Regions from separate parts of the Mus musculus genome. Here regions 1, 3, 4, 5 and 6 are each linked to region 2. The links are chromatin contacts, called in public HiCAR-type, HiChIP or PLAC-seq and promoter capture Hi-C maps. All regions are on one chromosome and are shown on one strand. Each heading gives the region's core, a stretch centred on a gene start, on an enhancer-like site or on the middle of the called end of the contact. The rest is flanking DNA. Distances are from core to core; before and after follow the strand shown. Region 1 holds the start of Akr1b3 (aldo-keto reductase family 1, member B3 (aldose reductase)). Region 2 holds the start of Podxl (podocalyxin-like). Region 3 has its middle 47 kb from the start of Akr1b3. Region 4 holds the start of Lrguk (leucine-rich repeats and guanylate kinase domain containing). Region 5 holds the start of Bpgm (2,3-bisphosphoglycerate mutase). Region 6 holds the start of Akr1b10 (aldo-keto reductase family 1, member B10 (aldose reductase)).

Evidence for each region. Promoter capture Hi-C pulls out the DNA fragments that hold promoters and counts their contacts. HiCAR-type assays count read pairs that join an accessible place to other places. HiChIP or PLAC-seq counts read pairs in DNA pulled down with a chosen protein or histone mark.
Region 1: a HiCAR-type map of astrocytes shows a contact between it and region 2, with 8 times the contacts expected there. The contact joins the promoter of Akr1b3 here to the promoter of Podxl in region 2. A contact is called at or near these places in 3 of 39 promoter capture datasets (hippocampal neurons, maxillary cranial neural crest and second pharyngeal arch cranial neural crest), 2 of 115 datasets of contacts at active chromatin or transcription factors (astrocytes and embryonic forebrain) and 1 of 9 other capture datasets (embryonic stem cells).
Region 3: a contact with region 2 is called in a promoter capture Hi-C map of hippocampal neurons, with 12 times the contacts expected there. The contact joins the enhancer-like site here to the promoter of Podxl in region 2. A contact is called at or near these places in 6 of 39 promoter capture datasets (cranial neural crest, frontonasal cranial neural crest, hippocampal neurons and 3 more) and 4 of 115 datasets of contacts at active chromatin or transcription factors (embryonic forebrain, embryonic midbrain, forebrain and 1 more).
Region 4: a contact with region 2 is called in an H3K4me3 HiChIP or PLAC-seq map of embryonic forebrain, with 7 times the contacts expected there. The contact joins the promoter of Lrguk here to the promoter of Podxl in region 2. A contact is called at or near these places in 6 of 39 promoter capture datasets (the 3T3-L1 cell line, cranial neural crest, embryonic stem cells and 3 more), 3 of 115 datasets of contacts at active chromatin or transcription factors (embryonic forebrain, embryonic stem cells and stem cell-derived neural progenitor cells) and 1 of 9 other capture datasets (liver).
Region 5: a contact with region 2 is called in a HiCAR-type map of astrocytes, with 5 times the contacts expected there. The contact joins the promoter of Bpgm here to the promoter of Podxl in region 2. A contact is called at or near these places in 1 of 39 promoter capture datasets (second pharyngeal arch cranial neural crest) and 2 of 115 datasets of contacts at active chromatin or transcription factors (astrocytes and embryonic forebrain).
Region 6: a contact with region 2 is called in a promoter capture Hi-C map of hippocampal neurons, with 7 times the contacts expected there. The contact joins the promoter of Akr1b10 here to the promoter of Podxl in region 2. A contact is called at or near these places in 4 of 39 promoter capture datasets (the 3T3-L1 cell line, embryonic stem cells, hippocampal neurons and 1 more) and 1 of 115 datasets of contacts at active chromatin or transcription factors (embryonic forebrain).

Annotation. Positions count from the first base shown.
Region 1 is chr6:34,316,199-34,318,941 of GRCm38.p6, reverse strand. It overlaps Akr1b3 (aldo-keto reductase family 1, member B3 (aldose reductase)), which reads left to right and starts at 1,453. Exons shown (of 10, transcript NM_009658.3): 1 at 1,453-1,602. The coding sequence starts at 1,537.
Region 2 is chr6:31,562,560-31,565,259 of GRCm38.p6, reverse strand. Podxl (podocalyxin-like) reads left to right here and starts at 1,323. Exons shown (of 8, transcript NM_013723.3): 1 at 1,323-1,681. The coding sequence starts at 1,612.
Region 3 is chr6:34,269,544-34,272,243 of GRCm38.p6, reverse strand. No RefSeq gene overlaps it. Among named protein-coding and RNA genes, the nearest start is that of Akr1b3, 47 kb to the left of the region's middle. Within about 2 kb of position 1,278, at least 20 of the 459 cell types and tissues checked have an H3K27ac peak or open chromatin away from gene starts, as enhancers often do. A contact at or near this core is called in forebrain and hippocampal neurons, where this site is marked.
Region 4 is chr6:34,028,174-34,030,873 of GRCm38.p6, reverse strand. It overlaps Lrguk (leucine-rich repeats and guanylate kinase domain containing), which reads right to left and starts at 1,426. Exons shown (of 20, transcript NM_028886.1): 1 at 1,121-1,426. The coding sequence starts at 1,417. Gm38786 (a long non-coding RNA gene) reads left to right here and starts at 1,150. Exons shown (of 4, transcript XR_868961.1): 1 at 1,150-1,234.
Region 5 is chr6:34,475,022-34,477,721 of GRCm38.p6, reverse strand. It overlaps Bpgm (2,3-bisphosphoglycerate mutase), which reads right to left and starts at 1,366. Exons shown (of 3, transcript NM_007563.5): 1 at 1,300-1,366.
Region 6 is chr6:34,382,920-34,385,619 of GRCm38.p6, reverse strand. Akr1b10 (aldo-keto reductase family 1, member B10 (aldose reductase)) reads right to left here and starts at 1,373. Exons shown (of 10, transcript NM_172398.3): 1 at 1,213-1,373. The coding sequence starts at 1,278.

The sequences.
Region 1 (2,743 bases), core at 204-2,703, 2.8 Mb before region 2:
TCTTTTATCTTTTGAGAAAGGATCTCGTTTAGCAACCAGGTTGACTACAACATCTCGGTCCTTTCCCCTTTATTTTCTTAATGTCAAGTAAAGAGATGTGAGCTGCCACACAGAGCAAGAGCATCACTTCACAAGACATCAATCAGCTCTTTGTGTTTGGACCCAGGAGGTTCAAAAGGCAGAGAAGTCTCTATGCCAAGAGGGATTTCACAGAGGACAAGTGGTGGGCGTCAGGTCACCTGTTATCTTACACAAACCAAATCCCCAGAACTAGACTCAAATTCAAATACTATTAATTAGAGAAAAAGTACACCAGAATTTCCACATGCCACCAGTTGTGGGGATTGGTTTTGTTAATAAAACTCAAGTGGAAAATATCTGTTCTTTATAAATTTTCCCTGGGGTGGGAGTGGAGAAGTGCCACTTTTTAAGAGGGCACCGACTGGAAAATCACCAGAATGGGATTTAGAGAGGTGGGGTTCCTGACTCATTACCTTGCAGATGCAGTTGTCCCTGTTGCGTAATCAGGGGGCAACTGGAGCATGACCCAGCAGAAGGAGACTGGAATGAAACAGACCATCACTCAGAGGGGTGTTGGACGAGTGCCAAAATTGCCGTCATAGTTCTTGGGGCAACTCAGATTATTTTAGGAAAAGTCTTTTGTTTTTCTACCTAATACAACTGATTTATTTCGTACCCCCTAACATGGAATCATTGCTGTATGAGAATGGACTTTTCCTACTATGGGATTGTTCACTTTTTTGTTCTCTGACTTTTCACTTTTCCTCCAGAGTTTAGCCAACTTATTATACTGGAACCTTCCGCTTAAGAGTCTTACTTTCCAAAATCACTTATGTGTGATCCAGAGATGAAACTTATGGGAGATCATAGCTTAACGGTTATGGATTTTTGCATCAAGTCTTGTTGAACCAGACTAAACATGTTCAGACACCGGTAGTGGTAGAAAGGTACTACAAACGGGTATTTCGTAGTTCTCTGCAAAACCGGTTGCAATCATTTTAATAGCGGGGATGGGAGTGCTTAAGTACACCTGAAATTTAACTTTTAATCTAAGGGGGGGGGGGAACGCTCTTAAATACACCTGACGCCTATCTGCTCCATCAGATTCAAAGCAAGATGTGTAAGATTCCAGAAGAGTGTCATTCTGAGATTAGAAAAGACACAGACGTCTTCTTCTGGGCTCGAAAACGAAACCAAAACTTCTCCCCAGTCTCCTTATCTCTAGTCTGCTGGTTATTTTCAGAGCTTTCCGTCTGGTGCTACAACAGCGGGCAAACACTGCCACGTGGGGCGCAAGCAGAGCAGCTGGAGAATTCCGTGCCGCTAGGACCTAGGGAAAGAAGCATCCTCGCCGACCCCTTCAGAACCGCGGCATCGACCAATCAGAAGGATCCGTCTCTCAGCCGTGCAACCAATGGCAGGCGTTCTTTCTACAGGCCGTTGGGGCTATTTAAAGGTGCGCGCCCGAGCCAGCGCTGCACATTTGCCGGTCCGGGTTTGTAACGTGCAGCGATCATGGCCAGCCATCTGGAACTCAACAACGGCACCAAGATGCCCACCCTGGGCCTGGGCACCTGGAAGGTAGGCATGCATCAGGGTGCGACCCGCCGCCCGCTGGGTGACCCTGAGCGGCCTGCGCGGAGCGGGGCTCGCGTGGCGGGGCCTGTGAGCGTATCTGGCTGCGGCCCGGCGTGTGGGGCTTCGGGCGAGCAGCGCTCGAGTCCGCGTGGGCGCCCCAGGTGGAGACACACCCACGGTGACCCGGGTGAGAGGGATTGAAGCAGAGCCCTAGATTTGTCATCTGGCACCTGTGGCGCCCCAGCCTCACGAGTGAATTGACCTCACTTGGCGCAGATGTTGCCCTCTCGGGAATGAGCCACTTGGGCCAATGGGCCTGAGATAATTAAATTAGCAGGCGAGAGCTTGCCAGGAACCAGCTTGTTTCTCTGTCCTCTAAGTCTCTGAGTGCAGTTCTTAATGGGTGCGGAACTCCTGGAGAATTAATCTGACTTCCGCGTTGCTGGGTGCCACCCACTAATAAGAAGACTTCAGGCGAGATATCCCCAAAACCTCAACACAACACAGCAGAGTTGAGAAGAGGGCCAGATACATCATAGTGAAATACAAAAAGAAAGAACCGATATTTAAAAACCAAAAATTATAACTGATTTGATTATTTGGCAACTAAGGAACCAATTTTTGGTGTTATTGCTGAAGCAGAAAAACCTAGCTCTTAAGCTACTTGCAGGGTAGTTGTATTATATATTATAGACCGATGCTGTGACCTCGATCTTTAAGAACCTTGAGTATGGTGGACCTGGGCACTTAGACACAGTGAAGGTAAGAGAAAATCAGGTAGGGTTGAATTTAAATGGTTTGAAACCAGACAGAGTCTGTTTCTACCCAAACTACAGTTAAAACAACGGGTAATGCAAATGGAGAATAAGAAACAGGTCATAGACTTGTCTTTCTCAGAACGTGTATCTAAGCCAGTAGATTAGCAAGTGCGGCTTTTGTTTCCTTACAGAGGGTCCTTGGTGACTGCAAAGGTATGATTGAATTACAACCGTGATACCAGGTTGAATTCGGTGTGGTGGAATGATAAGAAAGACGGTTTCCCTGCCATAGCAAACACAGCTACTGGACACAGCACACACAGGCACATGTAACTACAGTAGTTTTATAATACATGACCCAAATTATGGGTAGGATGATGATACTT
Region 2 (2,700 bases), core at 74-2,573:
CCATATCCTTTCCGTGTCAGCCTCCCCTCCCCCTTCAGCTTTGTATCCCGAGATGAGAGTGCCACCTCTGCAGGGGACTCCACTGAGTCTGCAGCCCGCAAAGCCTCCCCGCCTCCCCAAACGAATAGGATGCGAGCTTCTTTGTCCTTTCACAGAGTAAACTCGGGTTTATGAGATTCTCCATTTATGAGATTCTCCAATTCCGATCTCCCACCTCAGGTCTATGGGTTTCTCACGAGCGAAAGCTGCTTCTTTCATTAAGGCTGTTCAAGGTTCTGGCCCTACGCTAAGTGCGTCTCCCAAGCAAGTGTCTCAGCAGCTGTTGGAAGTGTTGTTAGCCTTGTTCTTCGTATGTAAAGAATCAAAGCACTCAGAGTGAGTTAGCCCAACTAGGTTTTGAGCCCAGGTTGGATTTGACGCCGAGGCCCTTAAATCTCCATTGCTGCTTTTTATTCAGCAATATTATTTCTTATGGCTCAATTACAGTATTACGGGCTCTGTGCAAAGTATTTTTCCAGATTAATCTCAGAAGTAAGGCTGCTATTTACCACCTAAGGGATCTTAAACAACTTTTTAAACTATTTTTTTAACTCTATTTTTCTGTCTGCAAAACGAGGCTTAAAAATGTGACTGCCGTGAAGAGCAAGCGAATTAATACGTGCAAAGCACTTAGAACACAGACGCGCACGAATTAAGCGCTGAAATTTTTGCCTTAAAAGAGTCGCATCCATTTGTACATCGGTGGGAGAGGTTAAAAACAAAAACAAAAACAAAAACAAAAACAAAAACCCGTCCAGATGGTACGGGGCTCATCCCGGAGGACAGACTTGGGGACTGCACGAGATCCAGGCACCTGCTGGGCAGGGGACCTGCTTCCCTTGTTCTGCCGCAGGAAGGCGCTGAGGTCTGGGGGCCTGGAAGGGTCGGTTCTTATCGGAACTTCCAGACTGGGGGGGCCTGTGCCTGCGTTGTAAGGGCGGTAGCATTATGGAGGATCCGGGCTGATCCCCTGCAAAAGCAATGTGTAGGACATCCGCGGCATGGATTGATTGTCTGACAGGGTCCCTGGCGCGCGCGCAGGCAAGTATACACAGCGTGAGCACAGATTCACAGGCACACACACACACACACACACACACACACACACACACACACACACACACTCACTCACACACGCACTGCCCGGGACCGCCAGCCCCTGCTCCCCCGCCCGCCGCGCTCCAGGGCGGAGTTTCCTCCTCTGCTTATTGTTCGCAGCCCAGCGCCCGCCCAGCCGCCGCCCCGCCCGACCCCGCCGCCGCTGTGGGCGAGCTCCTGGGGGAGGGGGCGGAGGCCAGCGCGGACGGGACGGGGCGGGAGTCTTCGCAGCAACGTGCGCGGGGCCGCAGCGGCGCAGACACCGCCCGGGCCGCAGACACCTTCGCTCGTCGCTGCTGGCTCCGTGTCCCAGCCCAGCTCTGCGGTAGGCAGGAGGAGCGGCCGGATCGCGACTCCGGAGTTCGCGGCCGTCGCCAGGCCTCCCGGAGCGGCGCCGACGCTCCCGCTGTCCGGACGCGCGACCCTGCGCCAGCGCCGCAGCCACCTGCTCGGAGTCCCCGGGCGAGCACAACCATGCCTCCCACTACGGCGCTCTCCGCGCTGCTGCTGCTGCTACTGTCGCCTGCATCTCACTCCCATAATGGTGAGTGGACAGCCGCGGCTCTGCCGGGACCCCTGGTCATTCCCCTCCGCCCCAAGCCTGGTGGGGCTCCTGGGAAGCCGGCTGCACCGCGTGGTCGGACCGCTTGCAGCCTCTCCCGCGTGGCCGCACGCAGAGTCCTGACCTTGGCACCATCCACGCCCCCTCCAAATTGGAGAACCCCGCAGGTGCGGGGCCAGATCGTGGATTTATTCCTAGTCTTCACTGGTGTAGAGTGAGCCGGAGGTTGTGAGATTGTAAAGGGGGCACTTGGTGGGTTCGCTGGAGATGGGGGGGAAACTTTGGGTTGTGGGGAGGTCCCAGATTCCCGCATGACCACCAGAATGCGATTTCTCTTTCTCGTGTTTGGGGCTACTAGGGGACCGTATTGGGAGGTCGTTGAAACTAAGCAAAGCCGCGGGCAGGGACCACAAGAAGGAGCCCCTGAAACTGACCTCAAATCCCTAAATGCCCACGCGTGTAGCGTACTTCTTGTGCAAGCGCTTTTTCTTAAGCTTGTCCCGGGACGGGTGGAATAAGCGCTCCTTCCAGGGTCCCAGAGCCTGGTTCAGTGGGGTCCTTGCCTTCATGTTGCCAAAGGACCGGATTCTTTCTCAGAGCATGGCCAGGATGGTGGGCCCCTCCCACCCCTTTGTGTAAACAAGAAATTTCTTTCACAAATGAGGTTTGAGTTGTGTCTTAGTAATACCTCGGGCACCCATCTCCCATCAGACCCAGCTTGGAGACGATCCCACTACCTTCTTTCTGAAGGTGGAATGTTACTTTCTGTTTGAGAGGTCAGGCAGTGTCTGCAAACATAACCAGAGCAGGTGTCCCAAAGTCCCTGCCAAACAGCTGAGAGACTCAGCCCAGGAGAGAGAGGCAGGTTTCATAAACGGAGTAGCCTATCTTGAGCAGGTAGCTGCAGGGAGAAAGTAGCGAAGGGAGGCTTTCCAGAGTCGGAAGTACAGTGGTGACCGCCCAAGCGGGGAAGGGACTCTGCTGCTGTGGGAGTTAGTGTT
Region 3 (2,700 bases), core at 29-2,528, 2.7 Mb before region 2:
TCACTATAGGGGCAGGCTTTGAGGTCTCCTATGTTCAAGTACTTCCAGTGTGGCTCCCAGTCCCCTTCTGACACATGTGGATCAAGATGTAAAAGTCTTCGCTCTCCCAGAACCACGTCTGCCTGCATACTGTCATGCTTCCCACCACAATGATAAGACTAAACCTCTGAAACCATAAGCCAGCCCCAATTAAATGTTTCTTTTTTATAAGAGTTGCCTTGGTCATGGTGTCTCTTCACAACAATAAAGTCCTAACTAAGACACCCATGGTCATGGAAATGATAGTTTCAAAGCTAGGAGTTGAGATCTTAACTGCTATCCAGAGGGTCTCTTCTGGACCCCAGGATGCTTCAAGGACTGACTCTCCCACACAAGATGTGCATGCATTCATGCCGCTTAACAAATAATTCCTCAAAACAGTCAAATCTGGAAACGTACCCCATCCACCCAAAATTGTTGCATAAGGGACTGCCACAGTTATTTCAAATTATCACCTCTTCCTATCTAACCCCCACACTTTACAAATTCCAACCCCACACTTCCAAACAGGTACTTAGAGTTTAGGCATCTCTCTAGACACTCTGAAAATCTGTAAAAAGATCCTTATCTTTTTGGAGGAAATTTCACTTTAAAGTTTCAGCTAATGACTTCTCCAGCAGTGGAACAAGTGCACCTTCAAATGTCAGCTCTACACAAGAGAGAAAAGCTCTAAGACCCAGCCTGATCAGAAAATCCTATGTCAAGTGCTACTGGTGCTATGGAGTTTACGTAAGCTCCCAGAATTAGCACCTCCTCCTTCATCTGCACCCCTAAAAAGTGATGATGGGAGCCCCAGATGTGCACAAAACATTGCTTTCTTCTTGGCAGCATGAAAGGGTATGTCACATGACTTTGCTTCCCAAGGCCAGTGATAAATCACACTCCTAGAGAATCTATGTGTCAGTATTCACGGTATTGATATTTTTTGTTTATTAATCCTGTTAGTAATACTCCACCCAGGAGGGGAACGAAAACACATGACAAACAACTATGAAAAGAACTACCTCGTTCAAAGGCCTGCTGCTTCTCTTGGGAGCAGCTTATGCATCACCTGGGTGCACATAGGATGGCTGAGTTGGTGCAGAAGGGAGCACAGCAGAGGCTCCCTCCCCAAGACCCTGGGAGAGCTCAGTTGGAGGACTCTCTTCCTGCAAGGAGAGCTGCAGTCAGACATTATTCTAATCCAGTCCTACCGAATTCAGTACACACACTGAGAACACAATACACTGTTAGAAAACAGACCACAGAAAAAGCAGGCTGTTCAGTTGGCTGGCTGGCATCGAAGGAGCAGCCTGGGAACTAAATGCTGATCTGGATGCAACAGCAACACAGTGAATGTTTCAGCCCTCATTTTAGCTTACTTGCATGGAGCGCAGTAGGCTCAGGATTAACATCAGGCCCGAGTCCCATTGATACATTTCCACCTGCTCGAGGGGATCCATCGAGGATTAGGCTCTCCCAGTGCCTCTTCTGGGAAAGCCTGCTGCAACTGGGCTCCCCTGAACCCTCATCAAATGTGGCCATTTCTCCCTAGTGTTTGTTAGCCCTGTGCCTAGTTTATAGTAACCCACTGGGCGGCTAGCTGTGCACAATCTATGATTTTAGTTTACTTCGTCTTCTTTTTTTTTTTAAACCACCCCCAAACAAGCTGCACTGAAATGGACAGTTTCTGTGTGCCTCTGCTTGGCAGCAGTCTAATACCAATGTCTTAACGCTTGCATCCTAAATTCAGAGATGGGAAATTGTTAGAAAATAGCTGACCTTGAGCGCGGGAATTCTCTGCTTATCACTGTGCTTCATATACCCTTCTTGGATTTTAAGAAATTGTTTATCTCACGTGCTTGTATGAGTTTATGCAAGAGCCCATGGAGGCCAGCCAAGGAGGGCATCAGATACCCTGGAATTTGAGCCATAGACAGTTGTGAGCCACCATATGAGTGTTAGGAACTAACCCCAGATCCTCTGCAATGACAGTAAGCGCTCTTAGCTGCTGAGCCACCACCCAGACCTCCAAAACCTCCAAAGTTTTACAAAGTTGTTTTTCCTTTCAACTGTCATACGCACACAGGTTTGGGTATGTGTGTATAGGTGAAGATGCTCACGGAGGTCAGAGGTGTTGATATTCCTCCGGTACTAAAGTCACAGGAGATATGAGTTGCTGTGAACTCAGATCCTCTGCAAGACCAGCATGCACTCCTACCTGCTGGGCCACCTCTCTGGCCCCCTTCTAGGATTTTGAGACAATGGAAAGGTTAGTGGTTTAAAAAATGAGTAAGGAAAAGGCATAAGTTTCCATAGTTATAGAGACTTTTTTTACCCCTCAAATGAATAATAATTCCAATTATAACTATCCCACAGGACTATTGCGAGGCTCAAATAAGATAATGTGCATATGAAAGCTCTTTGCTGGGAGGGAAGCATGATATGGGTATAAGGTGTTATTATCCCTTTAATCTTTCTAGTCTCATAATGGAGAAAAATTTCCAAAGACAAATTGGGAGCTCATTTCCATCTCTCAGCTGCCTCGCTGCTACATGATGTCCATGACAATGAAATGCTGCAGAGGAGTGTGGCGAGATCCAAACAAACAGCCGCGTGGCTGGTGTAAAAGTGTCATCCCTCCAGCGCCGCTGGGGACAGCAGAATTCTCCTTCAGGCTTC
Region 4 (2,700 bases), core at 177-2,676, 2.5 Mb before region 2:
TTGCCAGCACACTGCTATAGCCAACTTCAAGCAACGTTAGAATGCAACCAGCCCAGGAAGAAAGATGTAGACTAGGAAAAACAAAAAGAGGGATGAGGGGGGAAATAGGCCAAATATTCCAAGTGCAGGAAAGGGCATTAGAGACAAGAGCCCAGGGAAAGGAGGGCAGAAGTGGAGTAACGGGAGGTCAGAGGCAGGAAGGACAAGAAAGAAGGCAAACCAGGAGCCATGTTTGACAGGGGGAGAAAGGTGGCTTGTGAAGAAGCTGAGGGAAAAGAAGGGGGAGCAGCGAAAAAAGGCAAGAAGTGAAATCAAGAAAGATGTTGGTTCTGAGTAGCTATGACAGAGAGAAAAGCCTAACTGGGTATGAGAGGGAAACAGATCAACCTACGATTTTGAAAAAGCACAATAAATAGAAGCCAATACTAGGAGTAAGGGAATGCAAGGTGGAAGGAAGCGAAGGGATGAGGAAGGACAGTCGGTGTGTGGGAATACAGTCAAGTGGGGAAGGGAAGTGGAATCAGGAGATTAGGAAAATAGTTAAGAGCGTTGGGAACGCTCCCCATAAGCCAAACTCTGCCAACTAGGGGTGAGCTGGCTCTCTCTGATCATGCTGTGGCTCCCTTCTAACCAGAAAGAGTGGGAGTGCTTAAATAGGCACACAAATACCCCGAGCAGAAGTAACATATAAAACGTATACATTATTTCGTCTTCAGCAGAGCATTGGGATTTTTTTTTAAACCACCCTGGAGGAAGGAAGAAGATGAATGGCCCGCATAATTTTGTCAATGCGTAATTTTGAAAGCATTAAACCCATACTGGTACACTGATTTTTTTCCCCCCGTTATAACAGTGTGTAATCTGACAGATAAGAAACTAGGAAAAGAAAGTAAATATTTGGAGGGTTTCACCCCCTTTCTCCAAGACAGGAGGTGAAGCACACGAGAAATGGGGGAATAAAAATAAGCAGCAAAGAAAAGCCCTTGCCCTCTGGCTAGAGTGGAGTGGGCTGAGCCCAGGGCTAGAGAAGGCAGAAGCAAGCTGCCGCTGAGGCAGCCAGGTTGAGCGGCTGGAGGATGCCTGAGACTGGGGTGCGGGTTGGGGAGGGGGGGAGGCACACCTCCAAATTCTGCATTTCGGACTCCTCTGACTCTTCAGATTCTCCGTCCTCCTGTTGCTTCTCTTCTTGCTCCGCTTCTGCCTCATGAGAGCGGTGGATGAGCTGGTGGAGGAGGTAAGAGGAGGCGCTTCTGAAAGTCCCTTTTGACTTCAGACCCAGGGGGAAAGAAGGCCAACGGCCCTGACTTTGTTTTTCTGTGAGCGACAGTATCGCCTGGGCTGCAATGCGAGAGGCGCCCAAACCCCGCCTGAAACGGGTGCCTTTCCATCTCGAGGGATTTCGCTCGAAGGCCGCCATCTTGTTTATACGCGTTGCCTAGGAGACTGACGTCATGGCCCGCGGCGCTGCAAGGAACTCTGGGGGGCTGTAGTCCAAGCTTCCGTACTTGCACATTCTGTCAAGGTCTCCATTGGCGTTCACTTTTGCAGCGTTCTGCTGCTTCTTTTATTTTCCTCTTTACGTTCAGTGGCTAGTGTTGTTCCTTTTTGCATGTACTTTTAATCCCTTTTCTCCACCCACTTTCTTTGTCTTCTTGCTGCCTGTCCTTCTTTGAGCTTGTTCACCTCACATTTGATAACATTCACACAAGCATCTCCAGTCTGGCTTCATTCACACCATCGAACTTTGGAAGCATTTGACATCCCTAATTCTGTCGGTCGGAAAGCTAGTAAAGATGAAATTTAACACTATGCACAGCGCCGTGGGAGGAGATGAGGCCGTGACATAGAAGATTGAAAAGACCTGACTCCTCTCCTTTTCCTTTCATTGTAGATAATGAAGAGAAACTACCAAAGGATTTTAAGAGCTCATTTGTAGTTAATTTACATACCTGTCCAACTCTGAGTCTGGTCCTTGGGAAGAAAAAAGCTAGCAGTGGGACCAGAGGGGCAGATTGGGGAAGGGAAGGAAGGGAAAGGGAGGAGAGAAAAGGAAAATAAATCAAACTAATTGTAGTGTATCTGAACCCCTGTGAAGAGGTTAGTATTCCATCAATAATTAGTCAAGTGACCTGCATCTGTAATTATTTTCATCCTGCTGAATAGTTTTATCAAATGTTCTTCTTGAAGGATTAGAAAAGGCATGGCATTCTGCTAGTGTGATTTTATGAAACCCAAATCCTATAGCCTTAAGCTCCACAAAATAGACATGCTATAGAAAAACAGAACGAGAACTGTAGCAACTATTATTGCCATAGCAATGACAACAGAGATCCTGACAGGGAAGTTGTCTTCATCCTCTGGCCTTACTGGGCCATTTCTCCATGCTTCAGTGACAGCCATTACAAATACAAAATGATCCTATCAATGGCTGTCAGGGGAAAAGGAGAAAAAATTCTTATGGACACCATCCATTGACTATTATCTTTCTTAGTGCTTGAGGGACCATTAAAACTGACATAAAGCTTTCAGAATTACCTTCCTTCATTATCTTGCGGCTCGTAACTGGAAAGGGCGCAATGAAAGTATCTCTCTGCTAGGTTTGCCTTGCCTGTTATTTCTTTTCCTAGTGGGTACCGATTTTGACAAGGGATTTCTCTCCAACCTCATTGCCTTAGGGTCTGGATCCACCTAACTAAGAAG
Region 5 (2,700 bases), core at 117-2,616, 2.9 Mb before region 2:
TTATCTTTAATTTTACATAGCCTTTAATAAAGGCATGGGCCTTAGAAATGTAACTTCTGCCTTTTTAAACGATGTGGAAACTGGGCTGGAGAGATGGCTCAGTGGTCAGGAGCACTGGCTGCTCTTCCAGAGGAACTGGGTTCCCTTCCTAGCACCTGCAGGGGGGCTCATAGACATTTGCTCCAGTTCCGGGGGGGGGGGGGTGGTCCATGGACACTAGGCGTACACAGAGTACACATACATACATTCAGGCAAAAAAATCATACACATAAAACAGTCTTGAAAAAAATGTGAAAATTGGGCTGGAGAGATGGCTCAGAGGTTAGGAACACTGCCGGTTCTTCCAGAGGTCCTGAGTTAAATTCCCAGCAACCACATGGTGGCTCACAACCATCTGTAAAGTGATCAGATGTCCTCTTCTGGTGTGTCTGAATACAGCTACAATGTACTTATATACATAAAATAAACAATTCTTTTAAAAAAATGTGAAAATTCAGTTTTACAGACAAACTAACACGACTTTTATTATAGAAACGTTTGTACCTGCTGCTGAAATGTAACCATTTACTTTTTATTTCCTCCCGAAGGCGTCGGAATTCTGTTAGTTAATATTCTAGAACCATTTCCCCCATTCACGGGCTATAAACCCTTCCTAATTTGGGGGGGGGGGCTCCATCCTGCAAAGTCTAATAATAAACTTCATTACAATTTTGCATTTCTTTTGACTTACTGTAGTGAAATACTTGCTCCTACCCCTTAGCACAAAAAGAAATGACACTTTTTGGCCATGATAGTGGTGGTCGGGCGTGCACGCGTGTGTGCTGGGGAGGGGGTAGTGTTCCCCTGAACCCGGAATATGGTTCCTGAGACTCCTGAATATGCAACAACCTCTTTGCCTTCCATGATATTTCCCCCCTTAACTTACACTTTTAGGATCAAGGTCTGCCTTCGCCCTACACCTGCTTCCTTCCAGTGAATCCACTGGCTAAGACAAGTAGCCACACCTGAGCTATCCAGGAGGTAGAGTTTAACTTTGCTAAGCCACCATCACTACAGCTCTGGGTTCACACACCATCACTCCAGCCGACAGAACTCACTGTTCCTGAGAGATGCTCGCTGAGAAAGGGCCAGCTGAGAGCTGGGGTACTCGGGAGGGTCTCGCTTGAAGCGGGCATCAGGTTCCCACCAGATACTAAAGCCGGGCAAGGTAGCAACCGGCCTTCTCACGATAGAACAGCAAGCCACTCATGAAAGAAAAGAAATCCTCACAACTGTAACAATTACAACGAAGCCACTCACCTGCAAGGAAACTACCAGTAGCAGCCGGTCCTCGGTAACGCCGTGCTGCAGACGCCAGTGAGGATTCATCGCTACAGCCGGCATCAACGCTCTTTTGTAGCCTAGAAGCCAAAATGGTCAGAACCGATAGCGCTGGGTATTGGAAGACAGAGTTGTCACTCATTCACGGCCCCGCCCTCTGGCCAGCGACCAGCCGGAGGTTCTTTCCGGTTTCTCAAGTCCCTGGGGTAAGAAGGGAAGCTATGATTGGTTTAATGAGGAAACAGACGCACGGATAGACCAATAAGATGGTAGTTTCGGACATAGGCAGGCGGGCTTTAGTCGTAGAGACCCAAACCCCTGAGCATCGCCGGGGCAATGTTTGTGGGCTGCTAGCTTTGCCGTCCAGAGACCTGTTTGAAGTTCTCGAAATTGAAACACACCTGCTGTGAAAAGCGGGTCAGCAGATGAAGGGATACTTCTTCTAGTTAACGGAAAATTTCAGGTCCTACCTAGGCTGAACCCGGTAGATCCTCACGAAAGCTTGTTTGGCACGCCTGTGCGTCGAAAACAGAGATTAAAATGAAAACCTTTAAAGTGTCCTATTTACAGATAGTCGCTCATTCTTACTTTCTCCTAACATTATGAAGAGAAGAGAAGCGAATAATAGGATATCCTAAAAGTACAAGAAGGGCGAAGAGGTTAGAAAAGTAGAAAATGGTACACTACAGTTTCTGAAATTAAACCTATGAAAATGCCAGCTTGTCACTCGGGTCTGGTACCAGAGCTGGAAGCTACTAAGCAGGCTTGAACTACCACACAAGGTCTGAAACGTGTGTCAAAACGTGAATGAGAAAGATAAGAAATGTTATGTGTGCCTGAGCAGACGGGAAAATTCCCCTTCTTGGTTTCTGAAAGCTGTTCCACTTAGTGTCTTCTGAACTCACCTAGTTAATTCTATAAACAAGTCCAATAAGTTTGTGACCAGCTAATGGGTGCTCAGATCAGTTATTTAGGATGAAAATCTTGACACACCATGAACTGGTGTCATGATGGCCTGCTTGTAGCAAGCTGTATGTCCCATTTATGCATTTTAGCTCATGATAGTTGCAGCTACCCCTTTCTGAGAGAGCGTCTCTCAAGGACAGTGAGTTCTGTCGGCTGGAGTGATGGTGTGTGAACCCAGTGCTGTAGTGATGGTGGCTTAGCAAAGTTAAACTCTACCTCCTGGATGGCTCAGGTGTGGCTACTTGTCTTAGCCAGTGGATTCTCAGGTCAGAACAGCTGGAGAAGGAATCTGCCCAATCGTACACACCTGCCAACCTGTTCTTCCTCTTCTTCATGAGGGCAGATGGACCAGAAAACATTTCCGCTGCCCTGTAGTATCAAAGCTTTCTCCTCAGGAAGGGTAACGGCAGCCAT
Region 6 (2,700 bases), core at 124-2,623, 2.8 Mb before region 2:
GACACCCTAGACCTCCCAGGGACTAAACCACCAACCAAAGAGTACACATGGAGAGACTCATGGCTCCAGCCGCATATGTAGCAGAGGATGGCCTTGTCGGGCATCAATGGAAAGAGAAGCCCTTGGTCCTGTGAAAGCTTGATGCCCCAGTGTAGGGGAATTCGAGGGTGGGGAGGTGGGAGTAGGTGGGTAGGTGAGGGAAGAAGCAGGGGGAGGGGGGATGGGATAGGGGGATTCTGGAGGGGGGACCAGGAAAGGGGATAACATTTGAAATTTAAATAAAAAATAAATCTAATTTTTAAAAGATCATAAAACAGCAACAGCTGCGCCATCACTGGGACAAGGAATTGCTTCCAGCCACTCAGAGGCACTGAGGTCCAGGCTGAAAGCCCCGCCCCCCTGCACGCGCACTGCTGGCAGCACGGGCTACTCATCCTGAGCCCAACTCCTTTACAGTCTGCGTCTGCTGTTGAAATTCTGAAAGTTCATCTCTGTGAAGTTTTCCATGTGAGTTGATTCCCTGGAGATCTGCAAGTGATTAGTTATTGTTTTGATGGATGTGTAATTTCTGGCTTGGTCCAAAACCGTTTCACTAAGCATTGAGATGAGCCTCGGAGAAACTTGCCAGGTGAGTTGAACACAGCCAGGGTGGGACCTGAGCTGACTCTCGCTCAGTCTCTCTGCCACCCTGATCCTGCTCGGGCTTTAACATGTGGGAACTAGTGGGGTCTTTGGAAAGTGAACGTGCCTGGGCTGGGGTCTGAGACTGGGCTTTCACAGGCTCCCAGACTACTCTGAAGTAGGTAATGGGGTCCTTCAGCATGGGTAGCAAGGGCAGCTGGGTCATTTGGAGCTCAGCGTTCTCGTTCTAAATAATTCAACCAGAAATAAATACACAGCCAAAACTTGTAAACTGTGAAGTAATTCTGAGGAAAAGCTTGCGACGAGAATAACTGCCTGGAGATGATGGTTTGCTGTACTTTGTAAAAATCCAGGAACAGCTGGGATCCCGACACTTGTTAGGGAAGTTAGACGCCAGCTCTGAGGCCTGAAGCAGCACAAAAACTGAAAGCAACTTGGGTCAAGGCTGTAGAGTTCCAGCCTTACCCGACCCCAACCCCCACCCGGCAGGCAAATGCTATGCAAAGAGGAAGACGTGCCAAGACCTGTCCCCACTTGAAAAAAGCAGCTGCCCAAAAACTGCGCACTCACCTTCCAGGTGCCCAGGCCCACAATGGGCATCTTGGCTCCGGTAAGGAGCGTCACGAAGGCGGCCATGGTTGCTGCAGAAACGGTTCAAAGGGAACAGACGGGAGCCTTTGCCTAAATTAGGAGTCTGGCAACTGGTTCCGTGTCCTTGAGGAGACAGGCTCTTCTTCCTACTGGCTAGCAGCCACAGCCTGGGGGCGGGCACTGGCACAGGAAGTGCATTTCGGTTTTTCGTAGGGTTGACCAGCAGTAAACACTGCAGAATACTAAGTTTCCCTGCTGCAGAGTGCAAGGCTCCCGCAGCAGTGCCCGCACAGGTGTGTGGACAAAAATAACAGGCAGTGAAAGATGAATGCATAAGTTTATTTAAGGAAGGTCATTGCTTCGAGAGTGCACATACTCTAGGGGTCCAACAAGTTTTCAGCTAGGGAAAAAAAATTCAAGGCAAACAAGGAGGCATATAGCAATCATTCTGATATCGATTAGTACTGATAACCCACTACTGTCAGACTAGCCACATCAATTATTTCTGAAACCACTATTTCACTAGCTACAATATTGATAACAAGAGATATCGGTGGGAAATCAATTGACGGATGTCCTTGCAGAATTTTTTTTCAATTTTTATTATTTATTTACATTCCCGTCCCCCCTTTTGTCCCCCCTCCCAAAATTTTTCATCCCATTCCTCCTCCCCCTTGCCTCCGAGAGGGTGCCCCCGCAGACCTCCCCCTCCCCTGGGGCTTCAAGCCTCTCAAGGATTAGGCACATCTTCTCCAACTGAGGCCAGACCAAGCAGACCTCTGCTGTATTTTTGCCAGGGGCCTCCGACCAACCCGTGTATGCTCCTAGTTGGTGGCTCAGTCTCTGGGAGCTCCCTGGAATCCGGATAAACTGAGACTGCTGGTCTTCCTATGGGGTCACTCTTCCCTTCAGCTTCTTCAGTCCTTCCCCTAACTCAACCATAGGGGTCCCAGACCTCAGTCCAACGGTTGGGTGTATCCGCCTCTGTCTCTGTCAGCTGCTGGTAGGGCCTCTCAGAGGACAGTCATACAGGCTCCTGTCTGTAAGGACAACACAGCATCAGCAATAGTATCAGACCTTAGCGCCCTCCCATGAGATGGATCCCAAGTTGGGCCAGTCACTCTTTTTAATGTATGAATTTGAAAAGCAGTAATGTGAGGCTGGACCAAAGAAGAAAGAATCATAATCTCAACTTCCTTAACACAAAAGTAAACACAGAGTAACATTATGTGCGGTTATAGTAGCCTCTGTGTCAGGCGTGGCTGTGTGAGTGTGTAATTTCATCTGTGTTCACACAATTGCTGTAAGATCATGGGAGTAAATTGGTCTAGAAGTAGAGATTACCTATTAGTCATTTCGACATGATCTTTTACTACTAAAATTCTCCTTCTCCTCCTCCCTCCTCACCCCTCCCCCTTGCTCCCCACCCTCCTGTTCTTCCCTCATTCCTACTTCCCCCTCCCCTCC